Linked DNA regions of Mus musculus: region 2 is linked to region 1. A link is a contact called in public Hi-C data. All regions are on one chromosome and are shown on one strand. Each heading gives the region's core, a stretch centred on a gene start, on an enhancer-like site or on the middle of the called end of the contact. The rest is flanking DNA. Distances are from core to core; before and after follow the strand shown.

The links. Hi-C and Micro-C count contacts between places; a contact is called where the count stands out from the background.
Region 2: a Hi-C map of the N1E-115 cell line shows a contact between it and region 1, with 7 times the contacts expected there. The contact joins the enhancer-like site here to the promoter of Rabgef1 in region 1. A contact is called at or near these places in 4 of 39 promoter capture datasets (cranial neural crest, frontonasal cranial neural crest, hippocampal neurons and 1 more), 6 of 484 Hi-C or Micro-C datasets (the N1E-115 cell line, cerebellum, cortical neurons and 2 more) and 3 of 115 datasets of contacts at active chromatin or transcription factors (embryonic forebrain, neural tube and pro-B cells).

Annotation. Positions count from the first base shown.
Region 1 is chr5:130,170,477-130,173,236 of GRCm38.p6, reverse strand. Rabgef1 (RAB guanine nucleotide exchange factor (GEF) 1) reads right to left here and starts at 1,418. Exons shown (of 9, transcript NM_001199059.1): 1 at 1,343-1,418.
Region 2 is chr5:130,860,758-130,863,517 of GRCm38.p6, reverse strand. No RefSeq gene overlaps it. Among named protein-coding and RNA genes, the nearest start is that of Gm40337, 6.9 kb to the right of the region's middle. Within about 2 kb of position 1,422, at least 3 of the 459 cell types and tissues checked have an H3K27ac peak or open chromatin away from gene starts, as enhancers often do. A contact at or near this core is called in the N1E-115 cell line, where this site is marked.

The DNA.
Region 1 (2,760 bases), core at 169-2,668:
TCCCCCAAAATAAACACACAAATCAAAATAAATAAATAATCCCCCCAAACAGTAACTCTCAGAGGCTGAATAGAAACTGGGACTGTAGCTCAGTTAAACAGCCCCTATCTAACATGTGTAAACCTTAAAGTCAGTCATCACCAAGTAACAAGCAAGCTTCTTCTCCCCCCAAAACAGTCTATGTAGCCTGGACTGTCCTGGAACTCACTCTGTAGACCAGGCCTGTTCAAACTCATAGAGATCTGTCTCTGCCTCCAGCATTCTGGTATTAAAGGTGTGAGCCACCGCCACCACCGCCCAGTAACAAGCTTGACAAGACCATTTTATTTTAGCCTCTTCTTTCTTTTAACTGCGACTCTGGTGGGCGGGAGGATCGAATATTACTCTGTAGTATAGGCTGGCCTCAAACTCACTACATAGCCCCGTTGACGTCAAAACTCCCAAGACTGTTGTTCCTGACTCAATTTCCAAATACTGGGATGTCAGAAGTGGGTGACTAATTGGGTCTTCCTTTGAAAAGTAATTCTAGGTTTGTAGGTTAAAAGACCCAACAGTTAACTTCCAGGAGGTGGCAGGGGGTGGGGGGACCATAGGGGCTCTTACCACAAAACTAGGTGACGCTGTAAAACTTATGCCAGTGTCACATCTAAACTCCACAGACAGACCGAGCCTACCACATCCAGCAACACATTTCCCAACCACAGAGGTTGGTCATCAGCTCTGAGACACAGCCAGCTGCCAATGACCTAGTCTCCAAGGCGCTTCCCTCTATGGAGCCAACTTCCGCGAAGGGATGGAAGGACATCCCCTTGGCTCTCCCTTCCAGACAGCTCGGAATCAGGGACTGCCTTTATTATTATTTTCCATAAAAGGGTCTTCCTCAGTGGCAGAGGGCTGACCTCAAAACTCGCGGCAATCCTCCTGCCTCAGCTTCAGGACTTCTCATTCAGAGACACCCATAACCTTGGCCTCTAGCACCTGGGACGAGTATTCAAAACCCCGCGCCACAGCAGCCGCACCAGCCCCGGGACCCACGCGGGCTCCGGATGGGACCCGCCCGGCTGCAACCACAACTCCGGACTCGGACAGGATCGGAGCGGCAGCCGACGACCGGGGAGCGTGTCCTCCCGGGAGCCCGAGTCCCGCCGAGCTGGGAAGAACTCGGCCGAGCTGGAGAGGCCGAGAGCAGCAGCAGAGCTCCGGCGGCCTGGCCCTATGCGCCCGCCCGCCCTCCCGGCTGAGAGGCGGAACGGAGCGGCCCCGGTCAGCGCGCGGCCGGACACCGCCGCCGCCGCCCCGCTCCGTGTGGGAACGCGCCTCCGGAGCCCCCGTCCCTCCGAACCTGCTCCGCGGCTCCGCCGGCGTCCGACCGCCGCTCCCAGCGCCCCTTCAGTCACTCGGCTCCCTGCCCCGCCCCTGCCCCCGCACGCCCCGCCCCCGGCACCGCGAGCACGCGCGCGGTGCGTACGCGTGGCGTCATTTCCGTGACGCTTCGGACTTCCGGGGACTGGCTGGCGGCTGGCCGGAAAAGATTGCAACGCTCCGGAGGCTGTCCACCCGAAGGGGCAGTCCCTGAGGGCAGGGGACACCGAGTGACCGTGAGGCCCTCGCTGACGTGTCTGTGACTCGCGAGAAGCCGCGGTTTCCCCTGTCATTCCTCATTCCGTCTACCAGCTTCTGCTTGCATTAGCCTGAGGGCGACAAGGAGCCCCGAGGACAGCCATACACGAAACGGGACATCAAAGTCTGGGACCAGGAGACATCTCCCAGCGCTTAGCGAATGCGGCCGCCAGAAGGAAATACAAACACACCTTTCCCCTAGTGAGCAGTTAGCAGGGAATAGATAGTCAGGAAAAAGATCGAGAGGGAAAAGTTTAGCACATGACTGCCTGTCTGTAAAGATAGATAACGCTCCCACTGGACAGTTGACATGCCACCTCACTAGCTTTTGTTATCTCCCTGGGCCAAGAACCGTCGGGGTGGAGGAGATGAAGTTATAGGATAGGGGAGGAGAGAATTCAGAATGAACCCTACAAATGAGCAACCCAGAGTCCGTGAGACTGGCTCTCAGCTCTGGAAAAAACAAAAAACAAAAACAAAACACTGTTCCCAGCAGAATTTTTTTTTTAACCCCTGTCTCAATAAATGCCTGTTTTCACCTTTTCTGACTCTGCTATTTTGTTTTTCACTCCTGGGCACTCGTCCATAGAAAGAACCTGGTCACCTGGGCAGATGGCCCACAGAAATGAACACTCCTGGCTTGCTCTTTTTAAGAGCAGGACTTGAAACTGATTCAATTTAGGAGAATCTTAAGGAAATTGGTCCAATAGCAACTAGGCTGTGATCCCAGCCTGGCTAGGTGGAGACAGGAAGTTCAGGAGTTCCCATCTCTAGTGTTCTTGGCCTGGGCAAATATAAGGAAGGTTGTGGGGTATAGCTTTATAATGAGAGCACATGATGATGCAGGAGTTGTGAGAATAAAAGGATCTTTCATGACCCAGCTGTGCTTGGCACAAGGCTGTAGGGTGCCAGACAGGGTCAGGTTGGCCTAGGGAAGTGGCTCCAAGTTGGATGTTTAAGGTCTATGAAGATTAAAGAAAGACACAGACAAATGAGGTGAAAGCGAGTTTTATGAAAGAGGATTACAAGTAAAGAGGGCCAGAGAGATGTTTCAGTGTGTAAAAGGTTTCCCATTCAGGCTTGACAACCTAAATCCAAATCCTGGAACTGACCTGACAAAAAAAAGAAGGAGGGGATGGA
Region 2 (2,760 bases), core at 173-2,672, 690 kb before region 1:
GTGTGAGTTTGTGACCCCAGAGCTGGGGAGGGAGGACAGGAGGGTCCTTAGAGATCACCAGCCAGGCAGCCCAGCCACACTGCCACGAGTTCCAAGTTGACTGAATGACATGTTCATGACACTGCCACCATGTGAAGTCGTAGAGTGGACTTTTATAGTTATCAGACAAAAGACAGCCATAAATCAGTGCAGTTGCTGAATATGTTGGTGAGGACAGGGGTGAGGTGGACAAGAGCAGAGCCATAGGTCTGAGCTGTTATCTGATGACATCTTTAGCTTTGAGGACAGTGGGAGCTGAGGGTCTGTTAAAGGGATGCATTCCAGAGCTTTCATTCAATTACCAGAGATTAGACTGGAATACTGGGGGGTCTTTGAGAATGACAGAGCCAGGTGAGATTGGCTTTGAGAGTTAGGGTCCCCAAAATCTCAATGGCCACCAAAGCCACCCTTAGCCAATGGCTTCCAGGTTCTCGTCTCACAAATCTAAAGCATGAAATTGATGATCCATGGAGGGTGAGCTGTGACCTTATAAGGAAGTCTGTTAAAGATACATAGGTAGGGGCTCAAGATTGTGTGTGTGTGTAAGAGAGAGACAGTGAGGGAAGAGGAGAGGGGTAGGGAAGGGGGAAGAAAGAGACAGAGAGAAAGAGAGAGAATGAATACTAAAATATTCACAGGCAGGCAGATATAACTAATTTTAAGGGGGAAAATGTAAAGACAGACAGACAGACAGACAGACAGACAAGACAAGAAAGCCTTGGCTGCAGAGTGAGTTCAAGACCAGCCTGGGCAACTCCGTGAGACTCTATTTCAAAAGAAAAAGAAAGAACAGGGTACGAGATGGAACTCGATGGTAGAGTGCTTGGTTGTGGGAGGTTTTCAAGTCCATGCCTAACCCTGAAGGGAGGGAAGGAGGGGAGGGACAGACGGAAGGAGAAAGGGCAAGGGAGGAGAGGAAGAGGAAGGAGGCCAGAGAACCATGGTCCAGGAGAAATGTTTGCTGAAAGCTGGGCATGAGGCTGTAAGAGTGGGTCTCTGGAGCCCCCTGCTGGCTCCTGAATTTGATTTCCGTGGCTTCCTTTCCTTTTTTTAACTGCTGAGCCATCCCTCCAGTCCCTGGCTTCAAACTGGACTAGACACAGCTCTTTTCAATTTACTTATTATCTTAGTTGGGGTTTTATTGCTGTGAAGAGACGCCATGACCAAAGCAACTCTTAAAAGGGACATTTAGATGGGGCTGACTTACAGTTTCACAAGTTCAGTCCATTATCATCATGGCACAAGTATGGCAGCATGCAGGCAGAAACTGTGCTGGAGGAGCAGAAAGTTCTACATCTTGATCGAAGGAAGCCAGAAGACTCTCTTCCACATCGGGAGGAGTTTGAGCCTAGGAGGCCTCAACATCCGCCTACACAGTGACGCACTTCCTCCAACAAGACCACACCTCCTAATAGTGCCCCTTCCCGTAGGCCACGCATATTCAAACCACATTTATTCATTCATTTTTTTAGTCTTTGTAAACTGAAGTTCACTGAGGAAGCTGCCTCTGTGTTGAAGATCCTGCAGGCCGACTGACTCATGAGAACTTTGTGACTGTGGAGATTTGAAACATTGCAAGTTAAGAATGAAAACTGTCTTGAGTTGTTGTCAAAGAAAGCCTGATGGTTGTGATGTTTGCTGGAGGGCGTCCTCCTGGATGGAATGAGTTTGGGGAGGGGATGATCTGTGGAGAACAGAACCATGTGGTACCTTGGTCTTGGACTCTGGCTGGGCTGATGTTGGACTTCTGAGCGTTTATGGGAACCTTCCAAGCATAAGTGTGTGTGTGCCTATGTGTGGAGGCGAGAGGTTGATATCGTGTCTCCCTCTATTGCTGTCTATCTTATGGTTTCAACGTGCATGTGTGTTATATATGCACGTGTTGTTTATGCTATATATGTGTATATGTGCATGTGTATGCATGTGTTGTATGTGCATGCATGTGTTGCATGTGCATGCATGTGTGCAGGTGCATGCATAAAGATCCAGTAGGAGATGTTGGCTGTCCTTCTCTGTCACACTCTGACTTCTTTTGTTCTTAAGACAGGATCTCTCACTGTGTGTGATCTTGACTCTCACTAGAGTGAAGCCAGCAGTCAGCAAGCCCCAATGATCTCCTTGTCTCTGCCCCCACAGCACTGGGGCTATGAGTGGCCACATCAGGCTTTCTCTGTAGGTGCTGGGATCTGAACCCGGGGCCTCATGCTTGTACAGCAAGATTTCTAACCCAATGAGCCATATCTGCAGCACCTCCAACTTATTTGAGTTAGTGTCTCTTATTGAATCTGGAGCTAACTGACTAGGCTAAGCTGACCGGCCAGTGTGCCCCAGGGATCCTCTGTCCACTGTACCTTGGTCTTCCAGGGATGAAGTTCCAAATTCAGGCTACTGTATGTGGGTGCTGGGGACAACTCCGGTCCTCATGTTTGCACAGTAGACACTTTAGCAACCCAACCATCTCTCCAGGTATTGTCAAACACTTTTAACCTCCTCCATACCTAGACCCTATGGTAGTCTGTTGAAGTCTATAAAGCATCTCCTTAGAAAAGCATCCCAGACATGTATAATATAAGTACACAAAATACATGTTTCATTTTTAAAAGTCTATAGACACTTTCTCAGGAAAAAAAAAGACATTTTAAATATGCATAAGTTTATGTGTAAACACCTAAGGCCTGGAGAGATGGTTCAGTGGTTAGGAGCAGGTACCCTACTCTTGCA